6 separate regions of the Mus musculus genome follow, and regions 1, 2, 3, 4 and 5 are each linked to region 6. The links are chromatin contacts, called in public HiChIP or PLAC-seq and promoter capture Hi-C maps. All regions are on one chromosome and are shown on one strand. The core of a region is the stretch at or near the end of the contact, and the rest is flanking DNA. Distances in the headings are between cores, read along the strand shown. Region 1 holds the start of Lin7b (lin-7 homolog B (C. elegans)). Region 2 holds the start of Hsd17b14 (hydroxysteroid (17-beta) dehydrogenase 14). Region 3 holds the start of Dhdh (dihydrodiol dehydrogenase (dimeric)). Region 4 holds the start of Gys1 (glycogen synthase 1, muscle). Region 5 holds the start of Grwd1 (glutamate-rich WD repeat containing 1). Region 6 holds the start of Pnkp (polynucleotide kinase 3'- phosphatase).

Region 1 (3,630 bases), core at 645-3,144, 510 kb before region 6:
ACCTGCTCTCTTGGGCCTTGAACATACCGTTTTCTGACACCACATCCCACCCAGCTAAACCAGAGTTCTGTGACCCACCAATCAACAACAGCACCCCATGTCACTGACTTCCCTCTAAACCAGCCAGCTCCTCACACCTCCCACCCAAGCTTCCACCCAGCCTCCTCTCTTCTTTGTTTCCTTGCTCCTGCATCTTGTCCCCTGAGGTTTATCACCTGTACCCAAAATGCTGAGACAGCCAGCAGCATCTTCTAGCTCCCAGGCTCTGTTCAGACATCACAGGCTTAAGTGGTCATTCGGGGGAGCTGGAGAGATGGCTCAATGGTTAAGAACACCGACTGTTCTTCCTAAGGTCCTGAGTTCAAATCCCAGCAACCACATGGTTGGCTCACAACCATGCCTAATGAGATCTGATGCTCTCTGCTGGTGCATCTGAAGACTGCTACAGTGTACTTATGTATAATAATAAATAAATCTTAAAAAAAAATTAAGTGGTCATTCGGTTTGTTTGCTTGCTTTTGGTCCCCCCCTCCCCCATCCAGCATCTCCTGTAACCTAAGTTCGCCACCAACTAATGATCTTACTGCCCCCACAGCGTAGGATTCCAGCCGAGCACCAGGGTTATACAGTGCTGCAGGTGGAACCCAAGGCTTTCGATTTGCTAGGCAAGTGCTCTGCTGAGCCACATCACCAGCCTAACTACAGGCTCCCCACATCGAGAATATCTGCAAGCAGTCCACACAGTCACCATGAGAACCTGTCCACCTCAGTGCTCCCCACTCCACCTCTCACCCAAACAGGCAGCACTCCACGTTAGTGGACCAGTCTCCAGGGCCTTATCTGCCCTTCTGCCCCTTCTGAAATCCAGTCTCCCTGGAGATCTTCAGATAGGTATTTGACCATCTTGTACACTCTCAGGGGTTTATATGGAGACACAGATCCAAATGCAAATTATAACACAAGACCACTGTTTTGCCGTCACCACTGCCTAGCCTCTTGGCTACTCTCTGGGTGGCTGCTGGGGTGACCCAGGTCATACAACTTGTTGACTTTATCTTCCAAGCATCTCTAAACTATAAAGGTCTTATTCAAGTTTCTCTCTCCTCTCCTCCTCTCTCCCCTCCCCTCCCCTCCCCCCCCTCTCTTTCAGTGTGTGAGTCTAGGTTAGTCTAGACAGGGTCTCACTATGGAAATCACTGACCTTGGAAGTGCTGAGATTAAAGACGTGGACCACCGGGCTCTGTGTGTATGTTTTGTCAGTCTTACGTAGACTTGGCTAGCCACAAGACTTCAGTGTAACTGAGGGTGACCTTGGGCACTGTTCCGATCACCCTGCCTCCACTTCTGAATGCTGGGATTACAGGTATGATTTATGCTCTGCAGGGTGCAGGACCTAGAATCTCAGCCTGCAAGGTTAGCACTCTTCGACTGAGTTACCCCTTCAGCTTTTATTTTTCTGCTTTCTTGAAATAGGCTCTTGTTAGGTGTTTCTGTCTTCCAAGTCACAGCGATCCTCTTCTATAGGCCCCTGGAGTCCTGAGAACCCACGCCCCTCTGTAGAAATGAGGGGAAGTTACCAGAAAAGCACAGACATACTGTAAAGAGCAAGGCAGACACACCAACGGAGTAACAAGATCGCGGCTAGGATAGACCTATGATGGGCAGCAGATAGTGATGTAGGAGCGAGACACCCAGAGGGGGAAGGTCTCTAGAGTTCCGGAGTGGGCGGGACCCTGCGCAGCACCGCCTCCTGTCAGTGTGAGGGCAGGCCCTCTGAAACTGTTGGTTGCCGTGTGGGCAGGGCCTCATGCACCACCTCCTTGCCAGCACCTGGTGGGCGGGGCCTCGCATTGCACCTCCTCGCTGGCGCCTGGGCGGGTGGCTTGCATTAGAGGCGATATGGCTGCACTGGTGGAGCCGCTGGGGCTGGAGCGGGGTAAGCGCTCCGAGGGTCCAGTCCGGGCTCTGGGCTCCGTTGGGTTGCGACAGGCTTTGCAGATGCGGGGGTTGGGGGGCGGACCTAGTTAGGGTGGGCGGGGCGCGGCCTGCAGTCTGAGGGCGTGGGAGGGTCTGGGGCGGAGCGCCCCACCAACACCTCGCCCAGGGTTGGGGTCCCCGCGACCCGCGAGGCACGTGGATCGCTTCCAGTCTGACCTCGATTGCCCTTCTTGCTGCCGGCGTATGCTCTCGCGGTCCCTGCCGCTTTCTGCAGACGTGTCCCGGGCTGTGGAGCTGCTGGAGCGGCTGCAGCGCAGCGGAGAGCTGCCCCCGCAGAAGCTGCAGGCCCTGCAGCGGGTCCTGCAGAGTCGCTTCTGCTCCGCCATCCGCGAGGTGAGCATCTTGGTTCTGTATAAGTTGTAGTTTCCTTGCACTCTGCGGCGGGGTCGGCGACGGGCGAGCGGACGAGGACACCGGTGTCCAGGGCTGTGGACTGGCAGCTCTCTGACGTTGCCGTGTCCCCGACTTCCCAGGTGTATGAACAGCTCTATGACACGCTGGACATCACTGGCAGCGCCGAGGTGCGGGCTCATGCCACAGCTAAGGTAAGCTCCTGCTCCGGTAGCTCTGGGTGACCACGAAAGCAGTGCCCTCCTTCACATCAGCGCATCTCTGTGCCACCCTATGAAGATTTATTTATAATGCCCTTTAAATAACTGCACATTTTTAACTTGAATGCACATGAGATTCTCTCTAGCAACAGGCTTGGAAACTGGCCTCACTTTCCTGTCGGTAAGATGACCCTAAAAGGCAATCCTGTTGGATGTTGTGAACAGGGACACCTTTCCAAACTGCAGTGCTTATTACTTATTACTGCCTGCAGACTCAAGATTTACACCTGATCCCTATCACCCCACCCCACCCCCGAGGTGGGGGGGGCACTTGTTTCCATTTGTCTGAGAACAAGATTGGCAGGTGTTAAGTACTAAGGATGCCCTTCTCCCTGACTTTCGGAAGAAAGCAAGGGTTCTCACAGGTCGGAGTCAGTATAGGGTAGCCTCCTGTTGAGCTGTGTCAGGGTTCCCCTACTTGATCTTTGCGGCTACGCTGGCTGGAGTGCCCATGTCTCAAAGAGGGTCTCTCTCATTGAGGCGTCTTCTCTCTTCCAGGCCACAGTGGCTGCTTTCACGGCCAGTGAGGGCCACGCACATCCCAGGGTCGTGGAACTACCGAAGACTGATGAGGGTTTGGGCTTCAACATCATGGGTGGCAAGGAGCAGAACTCACCCATCTATATCTCTCGAGTCATCCCTGGGGGCGTGGCTGATCGCCATGGTGGCCTCAAGAGGGGAGACCAGCTGCTGTCTGTGAATGGTGTGGTGAGTGGGGTTGGTAGTGTCCGTAAGGCAGCCCTGGACGGTCACATTCCCTCTACACAGGGAACACAGCCTTTGGAGACAGCACTGTGGGGTACACTGCTGACCCTCAAGGACTTCAGAGAGCCTAGCTAGGATAGCAGCCCAGTGTAGAAGATGGCAGTTGTTTTCAGGAGGAATATTTGGCTTGGAGGTTGAAGGTTGGGTACTTCTCTGAACTAAGATGTGGAGGGGTGGTTCTGGCTCGGAACAGAGATGGTCCCTGAGATGAGGAGAAAGGCTGGCTCTGCCTGATGTCTGGGCCAGTCAGCATCCT
Region 2 (3,699 bases), core at 501-3,000, 700 kb before region 6:
GTGTGTGTATAAGGCAGAGCCTCAGAAGGAGGGTCTACAGACCCTGAGGGTGGTGGGGAGCTGAGATACACAGACAGAGAGACAGAGGCCCAGACTGGGGCTAAACCTGGAGGCACATAACAGATTCTGAGTGCAGGGAAGTCAGAAATTTGATACAGGAAGCAAGTGTTTTGTTCATTCCTAAAGATGGGAGGGAGAGCAGGGCAGAGGGACTGAGCTGTCCTGGGCATGGGTAGCTGGAAAGAGGGACTGGAGACCAGGTGTGGGACAGAAAACACTCACCTGCAAATCTCTTTCCTGTGTCACGTCACCGGGGATAAAAACAGTGCCCGAGAGTTCCTGCTCCAGAGCCCGGCCCCCAGCCTCTGCAGGAGAAAGATTTTGGGTCTGAGGAAGGAGAGCTGAGGCTTGGACACCAGAGTCTGAGGGTAGAGGGCTAGGGAAGAGCCCTGGATGGGAGGGAAGAAAGCCAGGACTTGAATTCCTGGGTCCGAGGAAGCAGAGCTGGGTTCAAGGGAGGAGAGCTAGGCGCGGATCCCTTTCGATGGAGGAGGCAAGGGAGAATCGAACACTGAATCACTCACCATCCTTGTCACAGAAAACCACTTGAGCCCCACTGTCCACTGCCAAAAGAAGAGAACAAGGTTACAAGCCCTGCAGACTTTCCTCACCATCTCTGGTGCCCTCTGCTGGCCACCACCCAGAGCACCTGCCACTCCAGCGGCTCTTGTGACTGGCTTCAGTCCTCTTACAAGAGCAGAATCTTGCAACAAATAACCTTTTTCATTAAGCTGCTGTTGGCCCCCATCCTGGATTCTAGAAAAATCCCAAACCGATAGGCAATAATACTCTCAAAGCTATCATTTGCAGCTAGGAACCGATCCAGGGAAGATTTTTTTTTTTATTTTTATATTTTTGAGACAGAGTTGCTCTGTATGGTCCTGGCTGTTCTGAGCTCACTCTGTAGATCAGGCTGGCCTAAAATTCAAGAGATTCGCCTGCCTCTGCCTCCCAAGTGCTGGGATTAAAGGTATATGCCACCACTGCCAGGCCAGTGGAAGAACTTTTTTTTTTTTTTAAGATTTATTTATTTATTATATGTAAGTACACTGTAGCTGTCTTCAGACACTCCAGAAATGCCAGATCTCATTACAGATGGTTGTGAGCCATCATGTGGTTGCCGGGAATTGAACTCAGGACCTTCAGAAGAGCAGTCAGTGCTCTTAACCGCTGAGCCATCTCTCCAGCCCAAGGAAGAGTTTTTAATGACCAACCTATCAGCAAAGACCCAACAATCCAAATGGACTGAGGGACTGGAGAGATGGCTCAGCAGTTAAGAGCACTGGCTGCTATTCCAAAGGACCCAGGTTCATTTCCCAGTGCCCATATGGCAGCTCACAACTGTTTGTAACTCCAGTTCCAAGGGATCTAATACTCTCAGCCAGATTCAACAACAATGCAGAGGAAAATAAAAATAAACAAATCATTTAAGAACAAATAAATCATTACAGAAATGAACCTGAGTCTCCTCCTCCCACTCTGGGAACCTCTGTCAGTCATCCTTTCTCTCCTACAACAATTCAGACAGCAGGCGGGAAGACCCTTACTCACCGAAGGCTCTCACGATCGCAGCCCCGATGCCCCGGCTGCCTCCAGTCACCACCACCACCTTCCCAGAATATCGGGTTACTGCAGCCATCCCCAGCTGTATCCCACGCCCTCTGGACCTCTTCCCACCTCCACAGTCCAGAGAAGCAGTGGGGTGGAACCAGATATACAGGCTGGGTCACTGAAGGCTGACCTTGGGAGGGGGTGTTTCTAGGAAGGCACACCTGGGAGAACTGAGGACTCTCCTTCCTAGCCCTTCTTTTTCAGTCCCAGGGTACCCAAACTGACAGTCCTCCTTCAGACTCAGGGACCCTCACCCCAGCTCTGCCTCCTCAGACTGACTTCAGCCTTGCTCCCTTTGACTTGTTTTTTTTGTTTTGTTTTGGTTTGGTTTGGTTTGGTTTTTCGAGACAGGGTTTCTCTGTATAGCCCTGGCTGTCTTGGAACTCACTTTGTAGACCAGGCTGGCCTGGAACTCAGAAATCCGCCTGCCTTTGCCTCCCAAGGGCTGGGATTAAAGGCGTGCGCCACTACACCCGGCTTTTTTTCTTTTTTTTTTTTTTTTCCTTTGACTTGTAAGACCAGGGCTACTTCTTCTGGCTTGATTCAGGCTCCAGCCTCCTCCCTCAGACCCATATTGTTTGTTTGTTTGTTTGTTTTTCGAGACAGGGTTTCTCTGTATAGCCCTGGCTGTCCTGGAACTCACTCTGTAGATCAGGCTAGCCTCAAACTCAGAAATCCACCTGTCTCTGCCTCCCAAGTGCTGGGATAAAAGGCGTGTGCCACCACTGCAGATTGGGCCCTTACCCTTGTTTGTCAGAACACAATGTCACAACCACAGAGAGAATAAAAGCTATTTATTGACTAATAGTTCAAAGTTTTCATCCAATTTTGGACAGTGTTGGGAAAATCAATCTTTGACCATAGCGGCCCTGGCCCTCCTAGAATACATGCTGGAATGAACCTCTCCCCTGTGGTCCTGAATGGTCCCACACCTCAAAGTTGTGCTTCCAGCTTGTAGGGCTCAGTATAAAGATGGGAGTCAAAAGCTGGACTGCAGCAGAGTGACTCTGAAGGGCCATGCCCCCTCTTCCTGGGTCAGAGCTGGAGGGGCCTTCCCAGGGTCCCACCTGGCCTCCCATGGGGCCAGGCCTCTCCGGCTGCCTTGGCATGAGAACCCTGTGGTAGCAGAAGTAGCCTTGTGAGGAGCTGGGGACGAGGTGACCTGGGGCAGTTCTTCACTGGGAGGCTGTGGGCTTGGCTGGAGACAGTCTCCCCTGGTATCCAAATTTCTGCCTGGAGAGGCTAAAGGGATAAGGAGCAGTGTTAACTTAATCACGTGACATCCACACTTCCAGGCTTCCTCCCTCAGAGCCTGGGCGCCTCACCTGCCATCAGCCTGTGCCACTGGGAAGCCTCTGTAGCTAGAGCCTGGGAGAGGCTGAGCACTCGCTCCCGGTGGCCTCCAGGTACTGGTGAGCAGGTTGCAGAGTGCCTGGGACTACAGAAAATAAGCCACGGGTGTCACACAGGCCACTGGGGCTCGCTGGGAGTTCTTCCTAGCGGGTATCTATCTAGAGGACTTTAAGCTCAGGCTCTCTGCATTTATTACCAGTAGACCAGCAGTGAGGTCACCATTACAGTAGGAACCGCTGGGTCTGATACAGGCCACAGGAGCTCTGCTATTACTGACCAGGCATGAGGGGCTTCCTGGCTATGATAACACCACTGCCTCTGCCCCTCCCCCATTGCCACTCCCCACACTAGAGCCATACCTACTCCAGGACCCAGAACTCCTGAGCCATTTCGCAGCTCCAACAATAGGCTGGAAAGGAAGTATTGGTTACAATTCTTGTTGTGGAGAGTGGTCACAAGTTCAAGGCCAGCCTGGTGGACTTGTGTCCAGATGGAAAGAAGAGAGGAAAGCGGGATGGGGAAAAGAGGAGAGGGAAGGGGACAAAAGAAAGAAAAGGGCTGGGGGGAGGAATAGAATTTTGCCATTGAAGCCCCTGTTTTCTCTCCCTCCTTCTTTGACACCCTCCCCATCCCCTTCTCCTTCTCCTCGGTCCTGTCTTCCCACCGACCTACATG
Region 3 (3,743 bases), core at 574-3,073, 630 kb before region 6:
GTTTGAGGGCGGCATTCCTTTATCCTCTCCTGTAATGCCACGGCTTGAAAACCCTGCTTGTGGGGTTTTTTCCTTTATAACCCCCCTTCACTTAGAGGCTTCACTCTTTCCTGTTCCATCAAGAAGGTTGGGGACCTAAGCTCAAACTTGAATAAAGACCCTGCAATTACAGCAGGTTGTGATTCCTGGTGATCTCTTTGGGGTTTTTACAATCTGGGCACCGCCTCCAGCTACCAAGGTCTTACAGGCAAGGGAAATTGGAGTCTTGGTGAAGGTAGACTTTGCCAACCGGTTGAGTATATTTACATAATAGGCCATAGAACTCAGTTAATCCTCTTAAGACTTTCTTCTAAGTAGAAACTGTGGGGACTTCAGTCTCCAGAACAGAAAAGTGACCCCCAGAGAGGTCCAGGGCTAAGCCAAGAAGAAACAGAAGGACATGGAAGACAACTCTGTCCCTAACTCCAGGGGTCACAGGACACAGGACCAGCTCTGAGGCCTGTGATCCAGGCCTGTCCGTACGAGCTGCTTGGGAAGCTGAGGCAGGAGGATTGCTATCTTAAGCACGTGTACCTGTGGCGCCTGTGACAGGGAACGGTCTTTCCTGGCAAAGGCTTACGTGAAGATGGGAGGAGAAGGTGACCTCAGCCCTGGCTTCCCTCGCTCCAGTGCTGAAAGTCCCTGTTGCCTCGCCGCCACTTAGTTCAATCAGTTAAGCACAATAACTGATTAGCCTCCTATGCCTTACTAAATAGGAGACTTGTGAACACCTGGGCACAGTCAGTCAGTGTTCAGTGGATCAGACGAGAGAGAATGAAACTGGGCTGTAAGTGAAGAGGAGCTATTATCAGTAAGGTGCACATTCTTTCCCCTCTCGACGGCAAGTGAGATAAATCAAGTTCCATCATTAAAGAGACTTGTAAAGACATAATCTGGGGGGTGGAGAGAGGGCTCAGGTTAAGAGCATCTACTGTTCTTCCCAGCATCTATATAATGAACGGCTCACAGCCACCTGCAACTCTGGTTCCAAGGAATCCTCCTCCTCCATATTTTCTTTTTCTTCCTTCCTTCCTTCCTAATTTATTTTATGCGTTGAAGAGTTTTGTCTGTATGCATGCATGCCCACCATGTGCATGCCTGGTGCCCTCAGAGGACAGAAGGCGGCACTGGATATCCTGGAAGATGGTTTCGAGCTGCCAAGTGGACAGAACTTGGGTCCTCTCCAGAAGTAAAACGTTTGCTTTGTCAGAAATACTTTGGATCCTGTGGTCATTTTCTTGAGACCACAGACTATTTTATTTTATTTTATTTTATTGGCTTTTTTTTCGAGATAGGGTTTCTCTGTGTAGCCCTGGCAGTCCTGGAACTCACTCTGTAGACCAGGCTGGCCTCGAACTCAGAAATTCGCCGGCTTCTGCCTCCAGAGTGCTGGGATCAAAGGCGTGCGCCACCACGCCCGGGCCCCACAGACTAATTGATAACAATAGCAAATCCCCATCTCAAAATAAAAAGTAAAAAGGCAACTTGAAAGACAGGCACGGTGGTGTATGCCTGTATTGCTGCACTCAAGGAGCTGAGGCAGGAGGATTGCCTTGAGTTTATGGTCAGCAAGCAGCCTTGGCTATATATATATATTGTGAATTGCAGGCCAGCTTGGGCAAGAGTTAGGCACTGAGAAGAAGGAGAAGGAGAAGGAGGGAGGGAGAAGGGCGGGCGCAGGGAGGAGGGGAAGGAGGAGACGGGTGGAGAGATTGCGGTTTCACGTCCTGAGGTCGTGTCCTGAGGGTCAAAGGGAAGCGGGCGGCTTGCAGCGCGGGGTGGCGTTGGCCCCGCCTCCGGCCCCCGCAGGCAGAAGACGTGCAAAATGGCGCTGCGCTGGGGCATCGTGTCGGCTGGCTTAATTGCCAACGACTTTACCACCGTGCTGAGCTCACTGCCTTCCTCGGAGCACCAGGTGCACGTCCCTTGGAAGACACTGGGTCCGAGGGAGGAGTGGAGCCGAGGGTCTAAGAAAGAGTCCCTAGTCCGAGGAACGAGGGAGCCCCGAGTGTGAGGGAGGAGAGTCCCTAGGTCTAAGGCAGTGACTCTGAGAAGAGAAGGGGACCCTTCTGGTCCCCAAGGCCATAAGAGATTTGTTTTCAGCTCACACCTCCTATGCGCCCCAGTCTGAGGGGCTCGCGGTTTGCAGGGGGTAGGTATCAGCTGCTGGGAGGCGAAGCCATGGGGCAGTCGGGGAGGATCCTGGGCTTGCTTACAGACTCCCCTTTCCTCTCTATTCAGTCTTGCCATGTACCAAGCACAGCCTAAGTCTGCCCCCCCCCCCAATCTGCTTCCCCTCCCCACCAGTAATACCTTCCCTAGCCATCTTGGAGGAGGCTAGATGCTCCCCACTGCAGCCTCCTCCATAGCTCGTCTACTTTGTCTTCCACATCTCAACCCTTTGAATCCCACGCTAGGTGGTAGCGGTAGCTGCGAGGGACCTGAACCGGGCCGAGGAGTTCGCACAGAAATTCAACATCCCCAAGGCCTATGGCTCTTATGAGGAACTGGCCAAGGACCCAAACGTGGGTGAGTGGCCTGGACCAGGGAGGTGGGGGCAGAGCTAGGCACTGCTTCTTGCCTACAGATGCACTGGGCTGCAGGGGTGGTCTTTGGAAAGGCTCAGGCTCGGCCTGGTTAGGAGACAGTTAATAGGCTTACACGTGACCCGAGACTGGCTGAACAATATTAATCTGTGCTTAGCCAAGGCTAAGTTTTAAGTTTCTCCCAAGGCTAGAAAATCTGGTAAGAATTTATTTACTTGTTTATTTTGCGATACTGGATATGGAACCCAAGGCCTCTCACACATTAGGCAAAAGCTCCGCCGAGCTGAATCCCACACTTTTATTTTATTTTGAGAGACGGTCTCACTCACTGTATAGCCCTGGCTGGCCTGAAACTTTATTATGTAGACCAGGCTGGCTTCAGATTCTCAGAGATCCACCTGCCTTGGCTTCCAGTTTGTAAGCACTGGGATTAAAGGTGTAGGCAAGCATGCTTGGCCACTTGGGCTTTTGAGATAGACCTCACACATAGCCTCCAATTGGCTGTCCTCCTGCCTCAGCCTCCCAAAAGTGTAACTGTCTTTTGCTACTTTGTGGGTTCTTCCACCCTTTCAACCCCCTAACACTACATAAGAAGAAAAGAGAGGGAAGAAAGGAGACCCCTGAGTAAAGCCAGGGGTCAGAAAGGGAGTTTGGGGGGATGTTAATCGGAGACTGCTGATTATGGGCAAGTTTGATCTTCCCTGTCAGAATATCTAATTTCTCCTTGTTTCTTCTTTGTACATAACTCCTTCACAAGCCCTGACCAACAATCCACCTCTGGGACTCTAGCATTTATAGACCTCTGAAAAGTCGCCAGAATTCCAAAAGTCACACAATCGCAGAAACTCTCTGCAGCTGGCCAAACCACACCTCTGCTAGGGCACAAGGCAAATCATAGTCAGCTGCTGTGGACAGTCCATATCCCACAGCTGGGACTGAAACGAAAACATATTCTTATGTTTCTGTTTTTTTTTTAAAGAAACCAAAATTTCCAAATTGTCACTACACAAAAGCTTGGTAGTCTCCCCTCAATGAGAACCCTAGAACTGTATTCACAGCCTTGCCTCTGAACGTTGGCGGCCAGGCCCTCTTGCTGGCCGTGCTGCTGACCATCCCTCTCTCCTCCCTCCTCCCCTAGAGGTGGCCTACATCGCCACC
Region 4 (3,667 bases), core at 349-2,848, 580 kb before region 6:
TAGAAAATGGGCAGGAACCTATAATTGGGAATCAGGGGAGGTTGGGACTGGAGGGTAGGGGTCGTGGAAAAGCAAACCTGAGGATAGCCCTCTTGAGTTTATGGAGAGAGGGGACTGAAATCAGGATGCTGAGGGAGGAGCAGGCTCCAGTTAGACTCCTGGTCATGACACAGGAAGCACTCTTTAGTCTCCTAATTCTTAGAGAATTAGGAGCAGGAAGGCTCTAAAGCTCTTGACTTTCAGATGCAGTGGGAAAAATGGTACATGGCCCTATCCAGCTACCCAGTTACCTGAGGGAAGCTTGACTTATTATTCCACACCTTCAGGGCCCCTAACGATGCTAGCCCTGGGCTGGGACACAGGGACTGCTGGGCCCTGCTCCTCCTGTGACCCCACCTCAGATTTAGGAATCTGGGTCCTCAGCCTTCTCACCTGAAACTGGTACCCTGGTAGTACACAGCATTGAGTCTGCCATCTCCCAACATGCTGAGAGACCTAGTCTCTTTCTCCCCAGGATCCAGAAAAGGAAATGTTCAGATCCACAAGGCCCAGCTGCTGGGATTCCCAGCCCAGCCTTCTCATGAGCGAGAAGCTAGTGATCTCCCATACATACTGTGGGTGGGTTCCTCCCATCCTAGGGCCCAGCTCCTGACCAACTTAGGACTTCCAGCTTTCCCAGTCCACAGGGAGGGAGGCACCTCACTACATAGGAAGCCAGGACTTAGGCCCTGGGCTCCTTCAAACTCGACATTCAAGTTCCCAACTCTTTCCCACCTTGTATCTAAGAATTTGAGTCTCCAAGCCCCTCTTGGCTTTACACTGGTTCAGGTCCGCTATGCCCCCTGAAAAATCCATGAATCCCAACCTTTAGGAACACCCCAACTCCACAGTCACGTCCTCTGGACCACAGACCCAAAAGCTCCAGTGTTCCTTGGGCTTAGATGCACTAACTCCTTCCACTTTTAGATCTCAGGTCTCTCGGCCCTCGAAAACCTCCCTTCAAGACCCAGGAATCTTTCTCTGAGTGCCCTCTTCCCTAGATTGCAGAACCTGAAGCCTCCTTCCATCTTAAGAGTAGTCTCTTGTCCCTTCCCCCCAGGGCCTAGGACGCCTACTCCAGCCCCTTCACAAGGACACAGAAGTCACAGGCGCTTTTCCCAGGACCCAAGACTCCTCCACGTAACTCTTTTCCCGTCTGAAACGGAGTTTCGGGGCCCCATCCTCGCCTGCCCTTCTTGGTCAAGGGACCAACGCTGACGTTCTCACCCTTGTTGGCCACCTCCCAGGCCACCTCGAAAAGCACTGCGTTCTCGGGGTCGAATTCATCCTCCCAGTCTTCCAATCCTGGAAGCGAGGACACAGAGAGACTGCGGCTGAGAGGCATGGCTACTGCGGGCAGGGGACTTCGAGCACCAAAACTGGAAACCAGAGAGATCGGCTGGGAACGCAGCAGACTTGGTGACCGGTAGAGTTAGCGGGTGTCCCAGGGGAAGCTTGCAAGGCGCTCCGCTTCCTATTGCACGACCGCACCCCCGCCCCAGAGCGCTCCGACTCAGGTAGGGTGAGCTGAGACACTGAATCGGGCGGGCAGCTGCAGTGAAGCCTCGTGGCCGCCAGGAGGCACTGCCCACCCTGCTGGTCTAGCACGATTGGTCGGCGGCTGGGGGGCGGGGGCTATTGCGTCTACTTATTGGCGGATAGAATCCAGTTTCCTTGGCCAGAGGCTCCTGGGGAGCTGCGGGGGCGGGGCTTGTTTCTACGCAGCATGGAAGTGATTGGTGAACAGAGCTGTCAATCTCAGCTGTAGGCCCAATTTGGTGAGGAAGGTTGGACAGAGAGGGAAGGGATCGTGGAGGACGTGTGGTTGCTACAAAATGTGCTCAGAATTTTGCAATCGGACTTAGCAGTTGCAGGGCGGGGGGGAAGGAGGGGGGAGGAGGCTAGGTAAGAGGAGGAGGAGCAAGAGACGTCAGGAACCCACCCGGGATTCAGAACACCGGCTTTCCAATTTAGCCTCGCGGGCTGGGCGCGGCCTAGTGTACGCCCCCTACAGGAATTTTATATATCTTATGGGCCATAGAGATGACTGGATGACCGGGAGCCTAGAGAGGATAAAGACCGCGCTCCTAGCCGATTTCCGTTTCCGCTGAGGCATTGGCGGTTGGTGTGCATCATGGCAACCGTGGTAAGTGTTGGGTGCATGTGGAGGACCGACAATGACCCTTCTTAGAGAGTCTGAAGGAGGGAGCTGGAGAGGACTCTTGTATCTGAGGGAGGAGTGATAAGGAAGATGCCTGGTTTGACGGAGGAGGTCTGGGGAGTACTCCCGAGTCAGAGGGAGGATGCTGAGGACACCGAGTCTGAGCAATGGATACAGAGGAGAATGCATGTGTCTAAAGGAAGAGAGCAGAGGAGAATGCATGAATCTGACGGAAGGGGGCTGAGGAAGTCGCCAAGGAGGGCTTGGGAGGACACATGGATCTGTGGGAAGTGTTGGGAGGAGAGGATACCAGGGTCTGAGGGAAGCAGGCTGGTGTGTGCACCTTTGTGTTTGAGGTAGGCAGGCTAGAGCCTGAATCCCTAGATCGGAGGGACGATCACAGTGGATGAGGCCTGGTTTGGAGGAGGAGGAGGGCTAGGGAGGGTGCCTGGGCCTAATAGAAGAGGGCTGGACCTGGACTCCTGGATGTGGAGGAAGTGTATTGACCACTGAGGAAGGAGCTTCATTGTGGCTTTAGAAGCTAGTAGAGAAGGCAACAATGTATTCAGAATCCTAGATGTCAGGCATGGTAGTGAAAGCCTGCACTTGGGAGGCAGAGGCAGGTGGATCTCTGTGAGTCTGAGGATAGCCTGGTCTACAGAGCCAGTTCCAGGACAGCCAAGGGTTACACAGAGAAACAACAACAGAAAGAATCCTGGGTCTGATGGAAGAGTCATGTAGACACTCAGATTTCTCTGTGAATGAGTGACTAGCCAGAGCCTGGAGTGACAGAGTCGTGGTTCATCCCACAATGCGTTCTGGAAACTTCGTCTGCCTCTTGATGTAGTCAGTGACCAGTTCCAAAGTCTCATCCCAGTGTCCTGCGAGGTCTGAGACTGGTACCCTGGTCTTCTGGGGAAGATTAGTAAGTGGGAAGTTGTGTTGTGTGCTTGAGAGCACAGGTCACAGGAAAGTGTGTCCGAAGCCAGGAGTGTGACAGTGAGGAAGAGAAATAGAGTCTGGGTTCAGAGCATGGGGTCTTGTCCAGAGACTGTATTTTTCAGAACCTCACCTAGGGCACGTGTCTGTGCCATCGCACAGTTAGTTGAATGTTACAGTGAGCGAATAAAGCCCAGGAAGTGAGACCGGGCATATTGGGCCTGGCACTAGCTCCTCAGACTTCCCAGTGAAGAAATCTTGTGGCCTTGTGGTGTCCTTGATTCTGGGGTTGGGCCCAGGCAAGTTGTAGGGAGGTCAGTGGCGTCTGTTGCTGTTACCATGGTGAGGAAGGGCCTGCCTTTGCTTGCCTGTGTGTGACAGTAGTTTGGGGGTCTCATGCTCCTGCAGTCCACACAATCTCCTACAAAAAGAGGAAGGTGAAGGCTCCCACAGCAAGAGACAGGCAGTAAATGGTCCTGGGCTGTGGGCTATCCTGGAAGGCCTTGTTCCATTCCAGGAGGAGGCATC
Region 5 (3,350 bases), core at 688-3,187, 970 kb before region 6:
CGAGGGGACGCGCTAAGTGGACAAGACCCTCATGGGTTGGGAAGGACAGAAACGGACCTGGCTGGACCTCGCCTGGAGCAGCGTCCTGCGCCCCACCCCCTTGCCTTGGGGGAACTATGAGCCAGAGGGGACTCGGTCGCCCAAATCTCACCCATCCTGAGAGCAAGGGGGCGGGGTTCTTGGAGCCCACCGACTCTTTTTTAAACCCGAAAAGGGCTTTTTAACGTCACCTGATTGGCGGGAGGTGTGGGGGGGTCACGCCGCGCCCCACCCCTACGCTCCGGGCCATGGCCCTCACATCACTGTGCAGCTCCCTAGCCCCAGACACACCTCTAGGGGAGCCTGTTTTTAACCTTTCATTCATCAGGACTCAAAACTGTGAGACGCGTATGCCAAACTGTGACTCCAGACCTTGGCCCCGCCACACAGAAACCCCTGACCCCAGACTGTGACTTCCAACACCTAAAATGATCATCTGACCCCAGACTGTGCCCCGACCAGACTGTGACCCTTCATGTCAGACCTCAATGACCCCTCCCTTTTAGATCCTTGTTGGCTCTGACCTATGACCTCTCCTCCACGAAAGTCCTACCTTTACCTGTCTCCCCCCACTCACCTACCACCCCAGATGCCACCAATCACATCTTCAAGTCCAGCCCTTATTTGTGACCCTTCAGTGATAATCCAGCAGACACTCCACCCCCAGGTCTCCTTTCCCAGATTTCAGCAGGGTCTGAGGCTGGGCTGAGAGGAGGGTCTGGGAGCCCACACCTGACCTTTCCTCCCCTCTCCCGCTCCTACACTGCAGTGTTTGGAATAAAACCATGTTTTTACGCCTCCTCAGTCCAAGCCTGAGTTCTGTGTCTGTCCCTTCAACTTCTCTGGAGAAAAATGGAAACTGAGAACTGAGTCCTTAGGGAGGACAGTCAGACAACAGAAACTGGGCTGGTGGTGTAGCGGAGGCAGGGTGTTGTAATATTCATAACACCCTGAGTTCAGTCCCCAGTCCTAGAAAACAGGAGATTGGGGAAAGCACAGTCAACCCCAGGAAGCGGCAAGAGTCCAGGGGAGAGGGGTGGAGAGGTGACAGGGCAGAGACAACACCCCCAAGAGTAGAGATACAAAAAGGGATGCACAAATTAGGACCAAATCTAGAGACCTACTCCTTGCTACTGGCAAGAATGATTTGATGGGTTATTTTATGCAAATGGAGAGTGGCCAACCCACGCCTTGAATCTCCTTAATCTCACCAGTGAGGATCTGTTTCCAATATTTCATTACTCCAATTAACCAAAACTCGGGTGTACATGGGTAGATAAAGAGAGCTGACTCAGTTGTAGCAGCAGCCTCAAGAGAGACTTTCTGATTAAGTGCCTGCTGACCAGAGCTGCCCTGGGAATGCCTGGTTGGGAAATGGTCTGCCCCTGGAGGATAGATCCAATCCACTAACTTATACATAATGTCCAGCCTGTCTACCCTAAAGCATTTTGAAATAATTTAAAACCATCATAACAAGGAGAGGAGAAGAAATCGGCCTTAAAGGTCCTCGGGGAACAGAAGCCCAGTCTCCTTGCCAGTAAGTGCTCGTTTACATACATGAATAATTAACTAAATGGAAAGACAACCCTGGGAATGAAAGGTGGAAGATGGAGAGGGCTCTGAAGCCGAGGACTTCTGTAGAACTACAACTCCCAGAAGGTCTTGCCATTGCTGCGCGGAAGAATTCCCCAAGGTCACACGAAAGACAAAATTGCTCCTAATATAAGTCTTCTCACTGAGCCAGGACGCGGTTACTTTGTGGCGGCCATCTCTCTGCGCATTACCTTCTTCTGGCTGGTTCACAGGTTTCCAAGGTAACAGTACAGTGGGACGGGTCTTAGACTGTGGGAGGTGAAACCCGGAAGTGACGCTCTCACTTCGCGTCCGGGGCAAGAAGGTTCGAAGATGGCGGCGCGCAAGGGCCGGAGTCGCACGTGTGAAACCGGAGAACCCATGGAGGCTGAAACCTGCGACCCAGGAACCGAAGGCCCATCCCAGGTCTACCTGCCCGGCAGAGGGCCGCCACTGAGCGAGGGAGAGGAGCTGGTAATGGATGAAGAGGCCTACGTGCTGTACCATCGTGCGCAAACTGGTAGGCAGAGGGACCTGACTCTCGGGTCCAGGGAAATGAAAGGCCTGTCTTGGGGTCTGGGGGACGAAGGGTCTGGAGTCTGAGGATTGTGACCCTGCAGACTGCCGGCCTTTGGAGGAGGTGGAGGCCGAGTTCCCAGTCTCTCGTTCCTACTCAGCAACTCTAATCTCCCCGCCCATCCCTAGGCGCCCCTTGTCTCAGCTTTGACATAGTTCGAGATCACTTGGGCGACAACCGGACAGAGCTCCCTCTCAGTCTTTACCTGTGTGCGGGAACCCAGGCGGAGAGCGCCCAGAGCAATAGGTGAGACCCAGGACCTTTGCAAGACATCCACAAGGCCCCACGCATTAGGGCTCTCTGCTAATGCCAGACCTAAAAGTCTGGGACCCCAGCCTCCCTCCTCCTTCAACATCCCGGCACTCAGTTTCTAACCCGTATTTGCTTCCCCAGACTGATGATGCTTCGGATGCACAATCTCCATGGCACCAGGCCGTCACCCTCAGAGGGCAGTGATGACGATGAGGAAGATGAAGATGAAGAGGATGAGGAGGAGCAGAAACCTCAGCTGGAACTGGCCATGGTTCCTCACTACGGTGGCATCAACCGAGTTCGGGTACAGTCTTTCCAGGGGCTTGTTAAGGATTCTCTGCAGCACACCCCTCCCCCTAGATCCAAATGTCTCTCAGTACCTCCTCCAGCCCCTCAGCTTCTCTCCCTCCCCCCTCATTTTCAGACATTTTCACTCTATGAGCTGATAAACAGATAATAAAGGCTGAAACAGCTCCTGATTGTGGTGAAACGCAAGGGTGTTACTGAGCTGTTGCTTAGGAACTGAGGCAGGATAGAATGAGTTCAAAGGCAGCTTAGTGGTAGAGCGCTCACCTCAAGTTCAATAAATAGAGCACTTTATGATCAGGTAGATGAGCAAAAAAGGGAGACGGTATACAAGGAGCATGTAGAGCAAAAGCCAACCCGTAGCTGGACCTGTCTCTGTTGGACCTGTATCTGTTACATTATTCCCAGAAGGTTTAGCCTGTAGACAGAAAGCTCTGGGCCCATGAACATAACATACTAGTGGGAAAGGGAACAAGAGAAAGCTTGTAGTTTGTTACAAGATGCTGAGTGTGGTAGTATAAGGGTGTTCCTAGGGTAGAGTTGTTTTTTGTAAATGGTGAATTTGAGGAGGACTGGGTAAGTCGGTGTTCTTGGACTAGAGACC
Region 6 (3,446 bases), core at 76-2,575:
TGACGGGTTAACACCCAGCTGCAGACAAAGGAGGAGCTAGGGTTGGCACCACCCCGCCCCACCAAATCCAATACCTTAGCTCCCAATCAATTTTTAATCTTCCCACCTATTCACTTCGTGTGGCCAGTCAGAACTTTGAAAGGTTAGTGGCTTCTAGTCTGGCACGGTGTTAAAGCGGAAAGCTGACCAGCCTTCTGAAGGGTTGTCATCTACCCGGCCCCTCTCCCAAGTCCTTGCTACCCGCTGCCAAGACACTGGTACCTGTTTCACTGCCACTGTCCGGCTTTCAGGGTCTGCAATCAGCTCCACTGAGGGTAAGGGGGTGGAGTCAGGGTTTACATCACGTACAGGGGCGTGGCCAACTACAGTCTACTACTAGGACTTAAGTAAGAGAGGCACTTTCTCCCTAGGACTTAAGTAAGAGAGGCACTTTCTCCCTTCCTTCCTCAATCCCCCAACACAGGTAGCCCAGGATAGCCTTGAACTCGCTACATACTAGCGGCTGGGCTTGAACTGATTCTCATGCCTCTACCACCCAATTCTCTGGATGACAGGGGTGTCTGCCCCCCCCCCCCCCCCCCGAGCCAGTTTATTCCTCAATAATAACAGGTACTTCGGAGTCCCTAGGATTGCTAGAGACACGGACTTGTCCAGAACAGGTATTTTTTTTATCTGTAGGGTCTGCTTTGTCCCATGAGATACATGGGGTAGACCGAGGTCTTGGGCATGGCTTGATGCATCACCGCCTGATGTAGCCTGCCCAGCGACCGTCTCTCTGTTGTCCTTCTCCCCTCCGGTGACAATCTCCCAGATCCTCTCTGTCCCTCCCATAATGCCTCGTCTTGCTTCTGGCTAGGCATAGGCTCCCCTGCTTCCTTCCAATCCCACTCTGCAGCAGTTCCATTCCCGTGCCCACCTTGGTTTCGGGAGCACTTCCGGTCCGTCACTTGGGTCAGGGGTCCCCGACCGAGGACCAGGGCTTGGCCATCCGACGGCAGGAATATAGGGGGCGGCCCACCGGTGGGGCTCTGCAGCCACAGGCGGCCCCGGGATCCAAGCTGTGACATCCTCGGATGCTGTGAAGGGGAACAGAATCACAGTGGAGCTTGCTCAGCAGCCGGCAACCCACCCGCCACCGGAAGTTCTGCTTTCCCAATGCGAGCCACACCGGAAATTCCGCCCCTTGCCCATGGGCGGGTTCGACGTTTCCCAAGCTACCACAACGGTTCCAATGCGCAGTGAGGATTGCATATAGGTAGAGTCACTTCTGAATTCATTCCAAAGCTCATCTATGCTATGGGAAAGACTGTTCGAAAATTTGGCTCCTCCCACGGCGCATGCGCAGTCCTGACTCGCTTGAGGCGCTCTGAGCCAGAGCGGATAGGGGTCACTCGCATCCATAGTCACTTGATCCCTACGCTAGAGTTACTTGTTTTTGTTTTGATTTTCTTGTATGTATGTATGTATGTATGTATGTATGTATGTATGTTTTAGTGAGACAGGTTCTCAGGATGTAGCCTTGTTAAAATTCTTTCCTAGGCATGGTGGCACATGAGTTTAATATTAATCCTAGTACTTGGGAGGCAGAGGCAGGCAGAGCCCAGCCTGGTCTACATAGTAAGATTCTGCCCCCACCGCAAAAATAAAATAAAGAGGAAGTTGCTCTCCTGGGGAAGACCTAAAAAATGCCTACCCTTCTCCAAAGGCCTGAAGTATATATAACCTGAAATATGATTCCACCACAGAGCATTCTGGGGAAGCCGACTATATTGGGCTTGCAGAGCATAGGTGGTGGTGGTTGTGTTGCTACCTGCAAAAAAACACACGGGGCAGTTTTCATCTAGCAGAAATGAAGCCTCATTTCATACTGCACAGACAGAGCCCTTCCCTTCCCTTCCCCCTCACCAGTATCCTCTAGCCCCTCCCCAAACCACAGGCAACTAGGGCAAAATTGCATATAGTTGCTTGTGAGGAACAGCTGGGTACTAAGGTCAGGGTCCCATGACCTTGCCTCCCCTTCTATGAGCGAAATCAAAAAGTCCGGCTGCAGTTATCTTTCAGCCCAGACAAGTTTTTTTTTTTTTTTTTTTTTTGGCGTGTATGTTAATCCACCATACACCCAAACTGGGCTCAAATTTCGGGATCTGTCTGTCTTCCAAATATTAGTATTAAAATAGAGCTCTACAGACAGGTTGGCAGCGCACGTCTTTCATTCTAAAACTGGGGAAGTGGAGGCAGAGGCAGGCAGATCTCAGTTTAGTGACAGCTTGGTCTTCAGAAGGGCTCCAGGACAACCAGGGCTACACAGAGAAACCCTATCTTGAAAAACACGCTCTAAAAGCTGGGGGGGGGGAGAGGAAGGAAGAAAATGCCATCACACTTGGCCATTGATGGGTTGTTTTACTTTTTGATACCAGGGGATTCACCTGCTCCTGTCTCCCAAGTGCTAGAATTAGAGGTGTGCGCCACTGCTCACGGTTTTTTTTGTTCTTTGAGGCATGGTCTCAAAAAGTCTAGACTGACGTGAACACCTGTGCCTCCTTAAACCCATCTCCCTGCTGATGGAATGACAGATGTGCGCCTTCATCATTCCTCTGCGTAGCAGCGGAAACAAACCAGCTTGTCCTTAGCATTTGAAGCGCATAGCATCACTATACACTCTTCCTTTGCTTCTATGATGCCGGTCCCTTTGCAATAAAGTGGGAAAATCGCTTCTAATTCTGGGACAAATACGCTAAAGCTCGGTATGATGGGGCAGATTGGAAATCCCAGCACAAAAACTGAAGAGAAAGGCTGGGCTACAAAGTGAAATCATCCCAAAAAGCAAAGTAACAAAAGGGAGGCAATCCATATTAATATTAATAGTGTGAAGGTGACAGTCCTCTAGCCCCTCTAGCCCCCTTTCTCATCTTTGGATGTTGGGAAATGGAGATTCCCTGGTTTGCCTTTCTACCGCTCCCACAGTTACGCCCCCAAGACTGGGTGTCGAACCCTGAACTTCATTTAATTGTCATGAACGCTTCATAGCATCACACTCACACACAACACGAACTCACTAGTCAGAGGTAAAACTTTAATCTCAGAGCGCCCCTCCCTACCCCCATCCCACTCTCCCGCACCCAAGTCTAGGGCCGGAAAGTGAGGCCCCCCTGGCCCCCCCACCTTGGGTGGGAGAGGGCCTTTTAAGGCACCTGTTAGGGTCGGGGGACAGGAAGCTGGTACTGTCCTGGGTACAGGACAAGTTTTGATGGACAGGCTGTCGTGCGGTGGAACCTATAGGGAGCGTCAGACCAGAGAGGGACCCAGACTGTCCCCTGGGGAACCGGGATACAATTGTCAGGACTCAGGCAAAGAAAACAACAAAAACAAAAACAATTGATTAACAGCCCTAGTAGTGTAAGAAATTAAAGGCCTCGGGCCAATTCTGGGTTAGGGAGGGCTTGGCC

The links. Promoter capture Hi-C pulls out the DNA fragments that hold promoters and counts their contacts. HiChIP or PLAC-seq counts read pairs in DNA pulled down with a chosen protein or histone mark. Capture Hi-C pulls out chosen DNA fragments and counts their contacts.
Region 1: a promoter capture Hi-C map of pre-B cells shows a contact between it and region 6, with 3 times the contacts expected there. The contact joins the promoter of Lin7b here to the promoter of Pnkp in region 6. A contact is called at or near these places in 5 of 39 promoter capture datasets (cranial neural crest, erythroid cells, liver and 1 more), 1 of 484 Hi-C or Micro-C datasets (regulatory T cells), 3 of 115 datasets of contacts at active chromatin or transcription factors (bone marrow-derived macrophages, double positive thymocytes and pancreatic cancer cells) and 1 of 9 other capture datasets (liver).
Region 2: a contact with region 6 is called in an H3K4me3 HiChIP or PLAC-seq map of bone marrow-derived macrophages, with 6 times the contacts expected there. The contact joins the promoter of Hsd17b14 here to the promoter of Pnkp in region 6. A contact is called at or near these places in 4 of 39 promoter capture datasets (erythroid cells, liver and pre-B cells) and 3 of 115 datasets of contacts at active chromatin or transcription factors (bone marrow-derived macrophages, memory CD8 T cells and pancreatic cancer cells).
Region 3: a contact with region 6 is called in a promoter capture Hi-C map of adipose tissue. The contact joins the promoter of Dhdh here to the promoter of Pnkp in region 6. A contact is called at or near these places in 2 of 39 promoter capture datasets (fetal liver and pre-B cells) and 2 of 9 other capture datasets (adipose tissue and liver).
Region 4: a promoter capture Hi-C map of erythroid cells shows a contact between it and region 6, with 5 times the contacts expected there. The contact joins the promoter of Gys1 here to the promoter of Pnkp in region 6. A contact is called at or near these places in 3 of 39 promoter capture datasets (the C10 cell line, erythroid cells and pre-B cells), 1 of 484 Hi-C or Micro-C datasets (cardiomyocytes), 8 of 115 datasets of contacts at active chromatin or transcription factors (bone marrow-derived dendritic cells, bone marrow-derived macrophages, cardiomyocytes and 5 more) and 2 of 9 other capture datasets (liver and pancreatic islet).
Region 5: a contact with region 6 is called in a promoter capture Hi-C map of liver, with 3 times the contacts expected there. The contact joins the promoter of Grwd1 here to the promoter of Pnkp in region 6. A contact is called at or near these places in 5 of 39 promoter capture datasets (embryonic stem cells, hematopoietic stem and progenitor cells, liver and 1 more), 1 of 484 Hi-C or Micro-C datasets (CD8 T cells), 3 of 115 datasets of contacts at active chromatin or transcription factors (bone marrow-derived macrophages, double positive thymocytes and memory CD8 T cells) and 2 of 9 other capture datasets (adipose tissue and macrophages).

The regions. Positions count from the first base shown.
Region 1 is chr7:45,368,828-45,372,457 of GRCm38.p6, reverse strand. It overlaps Lin7b (lin-7 homolog B (C. elegans)), which reads left to right and starts at 1,894. Exons shown (of 6, transcript NM_011698.1): 1 at 1,894-1,936; 2 at 2,213-2,331; 3 at 2,472-2,543; 4 at 3,108-3,317. The coding sequence starts at 1,900.
Region 2 is chr7:45,552,979-45,556,677 of GRCm38.p6, reverse strand. Hsd17b14 (hydroxysteroid (17-beta) dehydrogenase 14) reads right to left here and starts at 1,750. Exons shown (of 9, transcript NM_025330.3): 1 at 1,612-1,750; 2 at 585-623; 3 at 283-365. The coding sequence starts at 1,699. It overlaps Plekha4 (pleckstrin homology domain containing, family A (phosphoinositide binding specific) member 4), which reads right to left. Exons shown (of 20, transcript NM_001381849.1): 18 at 3,384-3,433; 19 at 2,997-3,109; 20 at 2,449-2,913. The coding sequence ends at 2,651.
Region 3 is chr7:45,486,885-45,490,627 of GRCm38.p6, reverse strand. It overlaps Dhdh (dihydrodiol dehydrogenase (dimeric)), which reads left to right and starts at 1,823. Exons shown (of 7, transcript NM_027903.4): 1 at 1,823-1,954; 2 at 2,457-2,568; 3 at 3,724-3,743. The coding sequence starts at 1,865. It also overlaps a transcript of Tulp2 not described here.
Region 4 is chr7:45,432,770-45,436,436 of GRCm38.p6, reverse strand. It overlaps Gys1 (glycogen synthase 1, muscle), which reads right to left and starts at 1,598. Exons shown (of 16, transcript NM_030678.3): 1 at 1,267-1,598. The coding sequence starts at 1,384. It overlaps Ruvbl2 (RuvB-like protein 2), which reads left to right and starts at 1,973. Exons shown (of 15, transcript NM_011304.3): 1 at 1,973-2,185. The coding sequence starts at 2,174.
Region 5 is chr7:45,829,376-45,832,725 of GRCm38.p6, reverse strand. It overlaps Grwd1 (glutamate-rich WD repeat containing 1), which reads left to right and starts at 1,937. Exons shown (of 7, transcript NM_153419.2): 1 at 1,937-2,131; 2 at 2,317-2,434; 3 at 2,582-2,744. The coding sequence starts at 1,945. Grin2d (glutamate receptor, ionotropic, NMDA2D (epsilon 4)) reads left to right here. Exons shown (of 12, transcript NM_008172.2): 12 at 1-243.
Region 6 is chr7:44,855,025-44,858,470 of GRCm38.p6, reverse strand. Pnkp (polynucleotide kinase 3'- phosphatase) reads right to left here and starts at 1,325. Exons shown (of 16, transcript NM_021549.3): 1 at 917-1,325; 2 at 262-308; 3 at 1-18. The coding sequence starts at 1,067. Akt1s1 (AKT1 substrate 1 (proline-rich)) reads right to left here. Exons shown (of 5, transcript NM_026270.4): 5 at 3,050-3,446.